Regions from separate parts of the Mus musculus genome. Here region 1 is linked to region 2. Evidence: chromatin contacts called from public promoter capture Hi-C data. All regions are on one chromosome and are shown on one strand. The core of a region is the stretch at or near the end of the contact, and the rest is flanking DNA. Distances in the headings are between cores, read along the strand shown. Region 1 overlaps Phyh (phytanoyl-CoA hydroxylase). Region 2 overlaps Frmd4a (FERM domain containing 4A).

Region 1 (7,892 bases), core at 4,661-7,160, 450 kb before region 2:
ATCTAAAACAGTAACAATAACAACAATAACAACAACAAACAATGGGGCTGGAGAGATGGCTCAGGGGTTAATAGCACTGGCTGCTTTTCCATAGGTCCTGAGTTCAATTCCCAGCAACCACATGGTGGCTCACAACCATATGTAATGGCATCTGATGCTGTCTTCAGGTGTGTCTGAAGATAGATACAGTGTACTCATATACATTAAATACATAAATCTTTAAAATAACAACAACAACAACAACAACAACAAATTAACACCAAAAATGCAGGACTGGCAGTGTAGTTCAGGAGTTTATCAGCATTGTGTGACAGCCATATTTTGGGTTCAGTGAAAAACTCCACATATTTTAGAACCTAAAGTAGGGGGTGAGGCAGGGCAACACCTTAACTAGGGTATACAAGGCTCTGAATTGGATAAGCAACATCAAAACAAGCAAGCAAACAAACTAATCTTATAATGCTACTGACAGAGCCATTACAATAAATAAATTGACAAGTAACAGTTTTATAACTGTTGGTACCCTGTTTTTGAGTCTTAGATGAGGTCTCTTGTTCTTCACAACAAACATAATTAGCCCAGTCCATAGAAAAGCCTTTCCATCATGATGCTATGGAGAGTTGGAGTGAGATAATTCTTCATTTGGAATGAAGGTGATTGTAGAGTCTCTGTGCACTGTAGGATCTCTGGGTCCCACTGATAGCATCCTTGGTCTCTACCCATTAGAAGCTATCAGCTCTTCCACCCCACCCCAAATGTGACAACTAACAATGTCTCCAGATGCCAATACAATAGCCAGTGTGGGGCAGAGTCATTTTCACTTAAGAGCATAGCTCCAGCACCCTATATAGAGAGGAGTTGGAAGGAGGCAGACCTGCCATGAAGCTGATGGGAAAGGGACATGGGGCTGGATGGTGTGACCTGAGCAGATGCTGGAGACAGACTTACAAACTGGCCATTAAACAGGAAGGCAGGCCGGGCTCTCACCTCGGGGAGAAGGCAGTATCTGAAGAGCTCCTCATCTTCTTGGAAATCCTGGATCTTTGAAACCATCCTATCACTTGGCATATAATCCTGTTTTGCAAGGGCCACATCTCTCATTATAACGATCCCTGGTGGTTTCACCTCCTCTCTGCAGATTCTTTCAAACTCTGCTCTAGAAATGAGATTTACAAAGAGCGTTATTATGTGGGCTTCCAAATACCTGGCTGGCTCTGCTGAGAACTTTGCAGATTCTGGGACTGCTTCTCTGATCTAGTAGAGTAAATGCTTGTGGGGAGGAGGAAAACGTGGCCAGAAGTCCTGCCTTCTACCTGGAACTATTACCTCAAAGTACCTCCTCCACAGCAGACCAGTGGGGAAACGGTGTGTGTGTGTGCGTGTGCGTGTGTGTGTATGTGTGTGTGTGTATGTGTGTGTATGTGTATGTGTGTGTGTGTGTGTGTGTGTGTGTGTGTGCAGTCTAGACTGGCTGGCCACTGAGTGCTCCTCTCCCCAGGGCTGGGCTACAGGTATATACTGCCATTCATGGCTTTTACATGGATGCCAGAGATTCGAACTCAGGTCCTTAAGCTTGCACAGTGAGCCCCCGTCTCTGGCCTGAGAAGTGACACTGTAATAATAGAGGCTGAGCATCCTTTATCCAAAGTGCTTGGGGACAGAACTGTTTTGGATTTCAGATTTTTTTTTTTAAGACAGGGTCTCATTTTAAAGCCCTGGGGATACTGGAACTCACTCTGTAGACCAGGTTGGCTTCAAACTCACAGAGATCTGCTTGCCTCTGCTCCTTGAGTGCTGGACTCAAAGGTATGTGCCACCACACCTGTCTTGGATTTCAGTTTTTAAAAACTAAATACTTGTAATATATGCATAACGAGATAACCTCATGATGGGACCCAGGGCAACACAGAATTCACTTGTGTTTCCGTTACAACCTGTACACAGGCCTAAAGGCATCTTATGCATCATTTTTGCCTATTTTGACTTCACCCCTTCACGAGAGGTTGCGTGAGGGGTTTTCCAGCTATTGTTCCATGTTGTCACTCAGGGGGGCTTTAGATTTGGCAGTGAGATTTATTTGATGTTGAAGGTTGAACATCCCTAATGCAAAAAAATTGGAAAAGCAAACTTTTCTGTAGTACCTCTGGGGTGTCAACCCTGGTCTGAGAGCCTGACACTGACTTCCCTTATTTTGTTCCCACAACACGAAGACACCAGTAGACTCAAAATGCCCCATTTTAAGAACAGGGAAACTGAGGCATACGCAGATTGCCCAAGCACATTACGGGTAGGACTAAGACCCAAGCCAGAGAGTCTGGCACTTGAGTTTCCATTTCTAAACACTCCCAAACAAATCATCCTTAAAAAAGAATCTCTGAACTCATCTAGGGAGGCAGCTTAGTGAGTCAAGCACCTGCTGGCTCACTCAAGGCAGGAGTACAGAAAGGCAGATGTGAGAGTGTGGAGCTATATTCCCTTCATTACTTCTGTAAGATATACATAGAGGCAGAAGGGCTACAGGAAGCTCTCAGGCCAGTGAATAACAACAGCAAACAAAAAAGAGACCTTGTCCCAAGCAGGGAGAACAAAGGGGACAGACAGACAGTGCGGTTGTCCTAGGACCTCCACATGCATGAGTTGGAACCCACACACATAAACTGTGAACACGCAGAAGCTAGTCTAAACCTGTGTTACCATTGCATTCATGTAATGCAGCTTTTTGCACTTGATCTTAGCCAAAAGGCTGAGACGCAATATAATGTAGCTTTTTGTAAAATCATAAACAGAAGTATTATACCGAAAACGTTGAATGTCATCATCAGATACCAGATTCTTAATGACGAGAAACCCATTTTCTTCATAAAATTTTCTCTGCTCCAGGGTGAGGACATTATTATCCAGAGTATACCTAAAGAAAAAAAAAAAAAAAGAGCCTCCAAGTAAGTCCCCATTTTAAATTACAAGCTAGCAGTATACCTGAAAGAAAGAAAACTAAATTCAAGGCTTCAAAGCCCTAGCCAGAAGGTTTATTCAAGGCCCTAGTCAGAAGGTTTACAGACTTAAAGCCATAAAGATAAGAGAGTCGGGCGGGTGGACACAAAGGCTGTAAAGTCATCCCAGGAACCAACTAGCCACTGAGATAAAAAAAAAAAAAAAAAAAAAAAAAAGGCAAGGACAATCTCAGATGAGTAATGGGCTACCTGCTGATATGGTTTGAGCTTAGCCAGATGCCCTGCCAACCAAGATAAACACCCTCCATTTAGAGTTACTGTCACATACTGCTCACTGATGTTTAAACTGCCCACTTGTGTGTAACTGTGCCAATTTCCCCTATCCCCCCACTCCTTTCCTATATAAACCCCTAACTTTTGAGCCTTAGGGTCAACACCTCTGTCTCCTGCGTGAGATACGTGTAGCCCGGAGCTCCGTCATTAAACTACCTTGTGTGTTTACGTCAAGATGGTCTCTCTTGATTCTTTGGGTGCACGCTATCTCTTGACTCGGGTGGGGTTATCCCCACGGAGGTCTTTCATACCAAGAATCTGTCTTACTATCCAAATCTAACTGGCCTGGAACTTGCCAGGTAGGCAAGGCTAGCCTTGAACTCAGAGATCTGCCTGCTTCTGCTTCTTGAGTAAAGGGACCAGAGATATGTACTCCCACAGCCTGCCTGCATTTGTACTTTTCAACTCAACATTTCTATGTGTATTGCTTTAATGAAGTAGTGAGGACAAAGTTTAGAGTGTTAAGTCCAAAACATAGGTACAGTCACCAAAAATGTGTATTACTGAAAAAAATATTAACCAAGGAATTATATCTGTACAATAGATGTTAAAAATGAAGGGCAGAATACTGTGGGCATACTTATTATAATAGGATAAAAATCATATAAAACAAAATACAGAGGGAGAGGAAGGAGAGAGGGCATGTCAATGTCTGTAGCTGAGCAGTTGCAAAGCAGTTTTGTTTTAAAACAATGGTTGCCTTTCAGTAATGATTTAAAATTCTGAATTTTAAATTTTCTACAGTGTGAAGAGCCAGAGAACTGCCATGACAGTAGTGTGTGTAGCCAAAGTCATGAGAGCAGAGTGTGTAGCCAAAGTCATGGGAGCAGGGTGTGTAGCCAAGAGGAGCTCCTATCTTTGTTAAGTTTGTAAAGGGATTTTCTCAAGAGGCTTTGATGGCTGAAGTGCCTATAGGCTGGAGCTGCAGAAATAAACTTTGAGCCTTGACCAGAACACTGTCTTGGTTCCATTCTTCTATGGCCCACAGCCTTTTCATTCCCAGCGCTCCTTTCAGGTGACCCTGCTCGACCTTAAGCCACTGGATGGCTACAAATAAGCATTGTCTTTCAAATGGAAGATCAATTCAATGAAGTATATGTGATATGTATAAGATAAATATTTCTTAAGTTAGGGTCTCACTTTGTAGCAGTCTTGAACTTGGAACCTCCTGCCTTAGCAAAGTCTGGGATTCCAGGAACACACCACACCCAAATCATACATTTTAAGTAGTCTAGTCAGTACACTCTCAGAAGCAACCCACCCACTCCTTAAGGTTGGTGCTGTGGCTTTGTCTACGATATTCATGAAGGTTGGGTGCTCCCCTTAAAAACAAGGCAATACTCATGTCAGGTGCTGGACTACAGTTGTCTCAGCTGCTCAGGAGGCTGGAGAGTCCTAAGCTCAAGACCTGGTGAGACCTTGCTTCTTACACACAATCTCTCTCCATTGTGTTTTGTGTGTGTGTGTGTGTGTATCTGTCTGTCTGTCTCTGTCTCTGTGTCTTTCTTTCTGTGTCTCTTCATCTCTCTGACTCTCTTGTCTCTGTGTGTCTCTCTCTCTTTCAAAATGCTAGCCAATATGTCAATAACACCAATATAGAAGTAAAGTAACGTGACATGTGATGCTTGGATTTTTCAAGGGTAAAATTATGTATTTTCTTTCTCTCTCTTTCTCTTTTTTTTTAACTTCTTTTTGGATCTTAGCTATGTTAAGAAAACTTAGGTTCTCCATAGTTCCCCAAAGCAGTACTGGTAGACCATTTTCTGGAAGCAAAGTGTGTTCTACATGGATTCTAGTTGGGTAGCTTGCTGCATGTTATGTTACCTGGTTGTACAGTGGACATTCTATCCCAGCTACTACTAGAAAAACTTTTACAAGCTGTCTCAGTTAAGGTCAATATTGCTGAGCTGAAACACCATGACCAAAAGTGACTTGGGGAGGAAAGGGTTTATTTGGCTTACACTTCCACATCACTGTTCATTATTGAAGGAGCTCAGGGCAGAAACTCAAACAGGGTAGGAACCTGGAGGCAGGAGCTGATGCAGAGGCTATAGAGAGGTGCTGCTTACTGGCTTGCTCCCCATGGCTTTCTCAGCCTGCTCTCTTATAGAACTCAAGACTACCAGCCCAGAGATGGCCCCACCCACAATGGGCTGCTGGACCCTCCTCCATTAATCACTAATTAAGAAATCCACCAGATTGCCGACAGCCCAATTTTATAGAGGCATTTCTCAATCCAGATTCTTAGATGATTAACTCTTGTGTCAGGCTGCTGTAACACACTAGTCAGAACACATACACAGTGAAGTAACAGGCAAAAATGAGATCTACTTACTGGAATTGTTCAGGCTGGAAACTGGCAGGGGAAGCCAACCCTGATACAGGCTGGGCTACCTAGGGGAGAATTAAGGAAAAGAAAGAAGAAGGCAGGAGACAACCTTTTTGCCAAACACCAGCCACAAATCCCCCAGATTATACCTGTAGCTCCAGTCAGCCCCAGTCCCAGGGTTTCCTTGTGCTAAGCTACTGAGCAAATAAGATACCAAAGGTCACGCTTTAGAAGGGAGAGCACAGCTTGGGCCTCGTGTGACTGCAGGCTAAACTGGAAGGAGCTTGGACGTCATTAGGGCACAAAAAGTCCAAGCCACACCAGTGAAGTAAACACTGAACCGTCACTCAGTAACTACGGGTTAGGAACAGCCCTTTTCTGTTATCTTTTTTCTTTTTTTGGTTTTTCCGAGACAGGGTTTCTCTGTGTAGCCCTGGCTGTCCTGGACCTCACTCTGTAGACCGTGTGTTGCTGCTTTTGGAGTGTCAGTTCCACACAGGTGTGGGTGGAACCCAGCACTTGGGAGGCAAAGGGGGGGGGGGTTGAGTTTCATCAGCTTGGTCTACAGAGTGGGTTTCAGGCCAGTCAGGGCCACACAGTGAAAGCCTGTGGGTCTCAAACCCACCAAGAGACCCACAATGTCACTTCACATGAACTTGCCATCTACTCGTGTTCACTCATTTATTGAAACAGGATCTCACTGTGCACCTAAGGTAGGGCCTGGGTGTTTTATAGCCCATCTGATCTCAGTTTCTTCTGCCTTCATCTTCCAAGTGCTGGGGTTACAGGTGTGCATTGTCAGGCCTGGATTGCTTTTAATTAATTAATTGATTAATTGATTAATTAATTAATTAAGGCTTTATGACTTTTAGAGACAGAGAACATGCTACATGAGCTAGCCTTGAGCTTAATAATGTAGCCACGTATGATCTTGAACTGATCCTCCTGCCCCCCACTTACTTCCTGCCAGGTGAAATTATAGACAGGCACCACCATATGCGGTTTATTGTTTTTCTTGCTTTCTTTCTCTTCTGTTTTTTGTTGTTTTGTTTTGTCCTTTGTTTTTTTGGTTTTTTTTTTTTTTGTTTTTTGTTTTTTTTTGTCAGAATCCCACTACGTAGCCCTGGCTGACTGGGAACTTGATATGTAGACCAGGCTGATCTTGAACTCACAGAGACTGTCTGCCTCTGCTGAGATTAAAGGTGATTGCCAACTATCTATTATTTATTTACTTTTTTATTTACGTATTTAATGCATATTGGTGTTTTGCCTGCATGTATGTCTGTGTGAGAGTGTCAGGTCATTTGTTGCTGGATGACAGTTGTGAGCTGCCATGTGGTTGTTGGGATTTGAACCCAGGACACCTCTGAAAGAGTAGCCAGTGTGAAGAGCAGTCATTGCTCTTAACTGCTGAGCCACATCTCCAGCCTCACAATTCCCACTCTTGTTCAACTTTCCCAATATAGCATTGCCGCAAGGACATATAGACCTCAGTGCTCCAAACTGGTCACCTCGGCCCTTCTCCACTGTTTCTTGGACTTTGATGATGTGGGAGAAATGTTAAATGATATTGAAATATATGACAGAGATGGGGGTGTGGGTGGGGTAAAGTGAAAAGAGACGCAGAAGCTGTGACCCAGGATGACCCCAATTATGCAAATACAAAACATTCCTTGTTCCCTAATCCACACTGCTTTTTTTTTTTTTTGGACAGGGTTTCTCTGTGTAGCCCTGGTCGTCCTAGAACTCACTTACTTTGCAGACCAGGCTGGCCTTGAACTCAGAAATCCAATCCGCCTGCCTCTGCCTCCCAGATTCTGGGATTAAAGGCGTGTGCCACCACTGCCCAGCATCCACACTGCTTAGAAGCAAATTAAGGCTGAGGAGATACGGCCTCAATTTCTAGAACTCTACTTACATAATATATTCCCTATGGCTCTTGGTCAGCACTATCTAATATCCAATACTAGCTGCTAGCTACATCTGGCCATTTAAATTGAAAAATGATTCAAGTTAAAAGTGTATACTTTGCCGGGCGTGGTGGCGCACGCCTTTAATCCCAGCACTCCGGAGGCAGAGGCAGGTGAATTTCTCAGTTCGAGGCCAGCCTGGTCTACAGAGTGAGTTCCAGGACAGCCAGGGCTACACAGAGAAACCCTGTCTCGAAAAACAAAACAAAACAAAAAAAGTGTATACTTTAATCCCAGCACTTAAGAGGCAGAGGTGGTGGTCTCTGTGAGTTCTAAGCCAATCCAGTCTATAATAGCAAATTCCAGCTC
Region 2 (7,876 bases), core at 2,080-4,579:
CTAGTGTTTGTGGACACAGGAATCACCAACAGATCAGGTCACGCACTCGGGGACAAGTTCAAGGGTCGGCATCGGCCCTTCCTGGGCAGCAGGGGGATCCAGCAAAATGTGGGGCTCTCAGGTTATAGGTTGTCCGCCATCCTGTCAGTGTGAATTCTGGCAATGACGTTTTGTGGGGCCTAGATGGAACCCTCAGAGAAAGGGGGTGGGGTATTGGAAGCTTCTCTATTCCCCCAATAATTGGTATTTATTTATAAAGTACCACAGCCCACAGTGTAAAACTTCAGGACTGAGAATACTGAATGCTGCTCGTAACCAGTCTGCAGTGTTGATCCCACTTCTTCCTTCTCCGTTGTTACTTTGTTTTGAGGCTTTTAATTTGGAAATAATTATAGAAGAGCTGCAAAGATCTCACAGCCTCCCTTCACCCGCCGCCCAGCTTCCCTCGGCAGCATCTGGCAAACTCTGGAGAACTCAGCAGAGCCATGATGCAAGGCCACTGCTGGATGACCTAAGCCATAGGCTCTACTCAAATGTCACCAGGTCCCACGGAATTTCCTTTAGGATTCAATTGCACTTAGTCACTTTCAACTTGCACTCACTCTGTCCAAATAAGGAGGGCATTCATCTTTCACTGTTCCCATTTGTGATAGACTGGGCAAAGGAGGGCAGTTTGGACAACCTAGAGACTTTCTGAAGCATAGGCCCTGGGAGAAATTTGATCTTTAAATAGTGCTTTAAAATTTAGACATTTTTGATGTGTGTGTGTGTGTGCGTGCTAGTACAAATGCACGTGTGTCTGTGTGTGGGTAAAACAGAGTATAGTGGGTGCACACTCATGTGAACAAAAACACCTTGGGAACATACTTACTCAATTTGAACACAGTTATTAAAATGTTTCCTTTTGAGATGAGGATGTGGCTCTGTGGTTATGATACTTGAGGTCCTGGGTTTGATTATCAGCAGCTGCATGTGTGTACTTGTGCGTATACACACACACACACACACACACACACACATGCAGGGGACTGTCGTGTTAGCACTTCTTGGCATGGAGAAGCAGAGCAAAAGCCAAGCTCATGCTTCTGGACCTAGGAATCACAGACCCAGAGCACCACCAGGCACAAGTCCAAGGGGCGACCTTAGTGCTTCCCTTTCTTAAAATGGAAAGGAGAAATGTTCCGATTACCAGAGAGGCCCAGAGATGTATGTAGGCCCAGGTATTATCAGGCCACCAAGGACTGTCCCCTAAGTCACCCTGGCCCTTGTCCAGTTGGCCTGTCTCTCAGAGGCTTGACTTTCTCTAGGACTGACACCTGCTGTAAGTCCCCTAGTGCACCAGACATACCTGCCAGCTCGCATTCAGTGACCAACAGGTGGCCCAACTCTTTTTCATGATGGTGGCCGGCTACTGGTGCTATGGCTGGAGATGGCCTCACACTCAGATATGGGAGGAGGTGTTAGGGGCCTGTGCAGTCTCAAGACCAGCCAGAAGGATGGTTGGGAGTTCCTGCTATGGGGAGCACGATGCTCCTCTCAAGAGGGCCTTCTGTACATGTGCGTTACATGAATGAATGCACAGACACCCAGGCAGGCAGGCTCTCAGGCCAGCAGAGACTCCAGAGAGCTCAGCTCCCACAAAGGCTTATAGGATGGCCATCAGACTCTGGGGTGTGCCCCTCCTGCCTCTGAGGTGTGGCTTTTGTGTCCTCCTTTCCCCTTTTCATCCGTCTAATCAATTGCTCTTGGCTCTCAGGGCTGTGGTCTGTCATCCTCAGCATATAGGCTTCTTCCTCTCTGGCCTAAGATAACATGCAAGTTCTTTGACTCCTGTTGACTCCGGGAAGTCTAACTGGGACTGTCCAGAGTTCATAGTCTTCTTGAATGGAATAAACTAACTTGGGAAATGGGAACAATGGGGCTGTGATTAGTTGAGACTTACAGTTTCCTTCCAATCAGTGGCGGCATGGAGAGTAATTAGGGGATCATGCTTCTGGGGATTCTCAGCAGGGACGGGAGAGAATGCTTGTGTTCATGAAAGTCAGTTTTTCTTTCTACACATGTGCTATTTAAAGCATTTCTTCTTTATTACCTGCCTGCATCTCTCCTGGTCTGCTGGTGCAGGTCCGTCTAGACCAGAGAAGACCAGCAAGACTGCCTTCTACCTCGGTGCCCTATGGGCTGCAGCCCCAGGACTGACCCTACTCCTTTTGTAAGTAAGCTCGGGCTTTGCCCTTGCCTCTGCTTCTGTCCACACCACTGCTCCAAAAGTCACTTTTATGTGAGGTGCACATGTGTGTGTACAGGTGTGCATGTGTGTGTGTGCATGTGGGAGTCAGGATAGCTTGGGTTTTGTTGTTTTGTTACTCAGTCACTGCTCACCTTTCTTCTTTCTTTTGGAAAGTTTGATATCTTTATTTATTACTTTCATGTGCATGTATGTGTGGGTGTCTGTAGAGGCCAGATCATCCCCATCTGAGGCCAGCTGCAGTTACTGATGGTTGTCAGTCCCCCTCTGTGGGTGCTGGGAACCAAGCTTAGTTCCTTTGGAAGAACAGCAAACACTCTTAACTGCTGAGCTACTTCTCCAGTCCCCAACCATATTTCTTGAGCTAAGGTTTCTCACTGCCAAACAGGTTAAGTTGGAGAGACAGTGAGCCCAAGAGGTCAGTTTGTCTCTGAGGAGGTGATATGAACATATATTTTGTAGGCTTATAGATACAGCCTAAGAAAATCAAATCAGTACTTTATTCTATGATAGACTACTGCAAATCTTTGTCTAAAAAGGAGTGTGCAGAATTAAAATGAGTTAAAATTTTATTTAAGTATGCTGGCTTCTGCCAACCTGTTCACATTCTGTATCCAGGGAAGGCAAAAACTTGCCAGAGTACCGTAAGGTTCTACAGCAGATCCTGTTTGCTAAGAAATCATTATTGCTGTTAGGTTTTATGTGTTTGTTTTTGTTTTTGAGACAGGGTCTCTCTAGGTAGCTGGGCTGTCCTGGAACGCTGTAGGATCCTCCCACTGCTGCCCCCTGAGATTAAAGCCCTGAGACTTTGTTAGCCCTGTGCCACTCACTGTGCCTAACAAAACAGGATACTTTTTTATTGTCATTTCAAATGTTTGTATGCTTTTAATGCTAGCTTCAAAATGTCTACCTGTAAAATGTTCATGTCTGCAATTTGTTTCTGTGCACATGCCTAGCTTGACAGAAATTCCTTTTGGTAGGCATGGGACTCAGAGACTGTCCTCTGGTGGCCACACTGTCACCTGAGCTCAGCTGAGCTGTAAAAGTTGTAAGAAATTGTGGAGGACTGCCAGGCCTTCCCAGAGCATTAGCCTGGGCTCCTGCCCACTCCTAAACAAAGAACAGCTTTCCTGTCTGAGCTCATGGCTGATTCTTTGCTGGCTGGAATTTCTAATACACTTCCCTATGTTGGGATTACATGTGTCATGGACCAAATTTGGCTTTTATTTTTAAACTTAAATTCTGGGGATTGAAGTCAGAGCCCCAGGCTTACGTGTGGACATCTTGCAAACTCACAGATCTCCAAGATCAACCATAGCCAAGGTCGCCTAAGGTGGCTTTCCTACTGACCAACACAGAAGCTGCCTATTCTTGCTTCCATCCTACCTCAATGGCCCCACCTCATTCCTGGGGGCTGGGCTTGACTGTACTGGCCTTGCCAGCCAGTAACCTCACCTGGGCATTTGAGCATGCACAGGGGTGTGCGGGCATAGATACAGACAGAGGAGATTTCGGGAACATCTGTCTAAAGGAGGTTATTGTTTTGTTTTGTTTCCTGGTGCGGGGGGGGGGGGGGGGAGGGGGGGAAGCAGAGTGTGAAGAACGTGGGCAGACAGGGAAAGTACGAGCAGGCTCTCAGAGATGGTTAGTTCTTGTTCCCAGAAAACACTGAGAGGAGGAACTGTGGGAAGCTGTGGGGGCAGGTGTCTAGGCATATCCAGTAGGGGAAAGGCGAAGATGCAGGAGTCCTGTAAAGACCCAAGCTGGCATCTGGTTAATAGACTTCCAGCCTGGCCCCACTCATTTTAGTTCTTTGTGTGGAGGAACTACTGACATCTCTTAGACATTTGTCATCCAGTTACAGTGGAACCAAGGACCACACATGCCTAGGGAAGTGCTTCACCCCTCACTGCACCCCCAGTCCTTAGCTTAGATATCCTTATCTAAGAATTTGGGCCAATCTTCACTGAACTCTTTGGTAACAGTATAGTAAGAGATTGAAACATCATCCATGGAGCCTATGCCTTCCTTTATTATATAACATGATGGTACCCAGCAAACTGGAAGGTTGCTGAAAACAAACATTTCACCTCAGATGGGCGATAGGAACTCTGATGCTGTCTTCTATTTCAGCTTAGAGTGTGAACTCGCCCAGATCATCTCTCACTCTGAATTTATCATCAAGTCCACTTCCTGTTATTGTTACTTCAACACTGGAGAGCAACATTTACTTTCCAGAAGTTTTCATTTAACCTTAATAAAGACTAAACCCACACAGATCTACTCTTTAAAAAAAATAAACATTTTAGACATTCATCTGAACACAAATCTGCTTGGTTAAAGAACATTACCTAATAATTTCATAATATTAGCATCTATCTAATTATATCCTTTGGCCACTCCAGGCATGATCACCGGCTTTTGAAATTCAGATGGTGAACTTGGACTGACCCTGTAGCCCCCATGGGACCCAAGTGGCCTGCAGCCTGATTTTGCTGTGCACAGCAGAGAGAGGGTAATTTGACATCCTGCTCTTTTGTTTGGGGTCTGTGGGCTCTGGACAGCACTTACGTCTCATCTGTGAATGCTATTCCAAAGTACTCCTTCTCCTTCAGGTTGAAATGAGAGGCCACGAGGTCAAGAAGCTCCTTGGCCAAAAGCTTGGGCTGGAAGAAGAACACAGAAGGGAAGATTAACTCACGAGAGACTTTTGCTAAGTCACGTCATCATCTTGGGTCTCTAGCATGTTCTCAGTGAAATGCCTGAGAACTCAGGCACACTGCAGAAACACAAATGACTTTTGTAAAATCCAAAGAGAGGCTTGGATGTGGTTCAGTTGGAAGGAAGGTTCTTGCCTGGCACGCACAAAGCCCTGTGTTTAATCATCCAAGCAGCATAAAACTGGTTGTCATGGTGCATGAGTACTTCATGGGGTTCCACGAGAAATAGAGGCAGGAGGAGCAGGAGTTCATGATTATCTTCTGCTGCATAGCAAGTTTGAGGCTATCCTGGGCTACATGAGGTACACAGAGAGATGAAGCCAAGAGTGAGGGAGGAAGAGAGAGAATAGAGAAGGAGAAAGACCAAAAGAAACAGACCATTAGGATGCTGCTGTATAAAACAGCCAAGTGGGAAGTCTTGGCAGCAACTGGAGGCTCAGTAAGATTGGTTCTGTCAACAAATGACATTTTTGCTCTTTAGTGGGTCTGTCCAGCCTGGTGTCTTTCCTTCCCTACCTTATACTGCTCTGACAGGAAGAGTTCTTGGTCTATTTAGCAAACACAGGCAGACCCCTTCCTATTCTTGGAATAAGGTTACTTTCTGATCTACCCAGTGTAATTGGAAAATGTTAAGCCCAAATTTATTGAATATGAATACCAGAGTTTAGCAACACATGGCTACAGGTATGAGCTCAAGGGTACCCTGAATGCAGCCCATGACAAAATGGCAAACTTACTTAAGATCATGAGCTACATTGAAAGGTTAAACACACCCTCCCCAGTGTGGCTGCTTCTGCCTGGTGATCACATTGGGCTCTGGCTCTTGGCATCCTTAGAGATTGTAGCACACAGCCTGACCCAGAGAAACCATCCAGATACAAAATTCAAAGCACGATTTTTACTGAACAAAGACTGCATTTGTACTATTGTCAAGTCTAACATCCCTACACTGACCTGCCTGATGGGTCAGGAGCTGTCCTCGCTGTGTGGTAGGCACTGTGCTAAGCACTTTTTACACATTGTTTAACCTCATAATCCTGTGAGATTGTCCATTGTGCAGGGCAGACACAGGCCCAGGGATCAGGCAGTTGTTTCTGCCTCCTCTTCTATCAGTGAGCAGCAGCTCAGAAGTGAAAACCACTTAGAACCCCATGGGGTTGAAGTGACAGTAACACTTCCTTCCCTGGAAATGAGAGACCAATGGGAAACCCTCTTACACACGTTCGGGACCGGCCAGGAAAGACGCAACAAACCGGAATCTTCTGCGGCAAAGCTTTATTGCTTACATCTTCAGGAGCCAGAGAGCAAGAGAGCAAGAGCAAGAGCTCTATTGCTTACATCTTTAGGAGCCAGAGCGCAATAGAGCAAGAGCAAGAGCAAGAGCAAGAATGGCGAAACCCCGTCCCTTTTAAGGAGAATTATCCTCCGCCTAGGACGTGTCACTCCCTGATTGGCTGCAGCCCATCGGCCGAGTTGTCATCACAGGGAAGGCAGAGCACATGGGGTGGAGAACTACCCTTGGCACATGCGCAGATTATTTGTTTACCACTTAGAACACAGGATGTCAGCGCCATCTTGCAACGGCGAATGTGAGGGCGGCTCCCCACAAAACCCCACCTTGACACACCAACTGCATCCAGTGCTCTCTGCTTCCTGGTGCATGCTACAATCTGAGTCTAAACCAATAGAACACCCAAGATTGGACGTCAATTCTTTCTTCCTTGATAGGAAGAAGTCTACACTGGGATTGTGGAGGGATGCATGTGGCTCATCTCAGAGTTTTACAAATGAATTATGAAAGATGCTGCAAGATTTGAGTTCCCAAGCTTAAGAACGTGTTGTGGGATGTGCTTGACTATAAATGCTGCCATTCCTTCCAGAAGATGTTGGGCTGAGTTAATTTATGGGTTGTGGTGACACAGCAAGTTCACTGCTTTTATAACACAGTGGATCATCACTTATCCATCAGAATGACTGCCATATCTTTCAAAGTGGCCACAGTGTATCTGTGATGCTTGCTGTTTCTGGAAGTATTTTGAGCTGGGCACTGGGTTACACACCTGTAACCCCAACACTTAGGAGGCTACAGTAAGGAGGAATGGGGGATTCAAGGCTAGCTTGAGTTTCACAGCAAGAGCATATCTTTTTAAAAAAAATTTTTATTAGATATTTTCTTTATTTACATTTCAAATGTTATCCCCGTTCCTAGTTTCCCCTCCGAAAATCCCCTATCACCTCTCTACTTCCCTACTCCCCAACCCACCCACTCCCATTCCTGGTCCTGGCATTCCCCTATACTGGGGCATAGAGCCTTCACAGGACCAAGGGGCTCTCCTCCCATTGATGACCAACTAGGCCATCCTCTGTTACATGTATAGCTAGTGCCACAAGTTCCACCATGTGTTTTCTTTGATTGGTGGTATAGTTTCAAGGAGCTCGGGGATACTGGTTAGTTCATATTGATGTTCCTTCTATGGGGCTTCAGACCCCTTCATCTCCCTGGGTATTTCTCTGGCTCCTTCATTGGGGACCTTGTGCTCCATCCAACGGATGACTGTGAGCATCCATTTCTGTATTTGCCAGGCACTGGCAAAGCCTCGCAAAAGACAGCTATATCAGGCTCCTGTTAGCAGGCTCTTGTTGGCATCTGCCTAGTGAATGGGTTTGGTGATTGTTTATGGGGTGGATCCCCAAGTAGGGCAGTCTCTGGATGATCGTTCCTTCAGACTCTGCTCTGAACTTTGTCTCTGTAACTCCTTTCATGGGAATTTTGTCCCCCATTCTAAGAAGAAACAAAGTATCCACACTTTGGTCTTCATCTTGAGTTTCATGTGTTTTGCAAATTGTATCTTGGGTATTCTAAGTTTCTGGACTTATATCCACTTATCAGTGAGTGCATATCATGTGT

What was found. Capture Hi-C pulls out chosen DNA fragments and counts their contacts.
Region 1: a promoter capture Hi-C map of adipose tissue shows a contact between it and region 2. The contact joins two enhancer-like sites. A contact is called at or near these places in 1 of 115 datasets of contacts at active chromatin or transcription factors (microglia) and 1 of 9 other capture datasets (adipose tissue).

Annotation. Positions count from the first base shown.
Region 1 is chr2:4,920,614-4,928,505 of GRCm38.p6, reverse strand. It overlaps Phyh (phytanoyl-CoA hydroxylase), which reads right to left. Exons shown (of 9, transcript NM_010726.2): 2 at 5,620-5,678; 3 at 2,798-2,908; 4 at 988-1,156. Among named protein-coding and RNA genes, the nearest start is that of Phyh, 5.6 kb to the right of the region's middle. Within about 2 kb of position 5,910, at least 36 of the 459 cell types and tissues checked have an H3K27ac peak or open chromatin away from gene starts, as enhancers often do. A contact at or near this core is called in adipose tissue, where this site is marked.
Region 2 is chr2:4,470,159-4,478,034 of GRCm38.p6, reverse strand. Frmd4a (FERM domain containing 4A) reads right to left here. Exons shown (of 23, transcript NM_172475.3): 3 at 4,820-4,914. Gm39751 (a long non-coding RNA gene) reads left to right here. Exons shown (of 5, transcript XR_865941.3): 4 at 2,125-2,212; 5 at 4,654-7,876. Among named protein-coding and RNA genes, the nearest start is that of Gm39751, 40 kb to the left of the region's middle. Within about 2 kb of position 3,329, at least 31 of the 459 cell types and tissues checked have an H3K27ac peak or open chromatin away from gene starts, as enhancers often do. A contact at or near this core is called in adipose tissue, where this site is marked.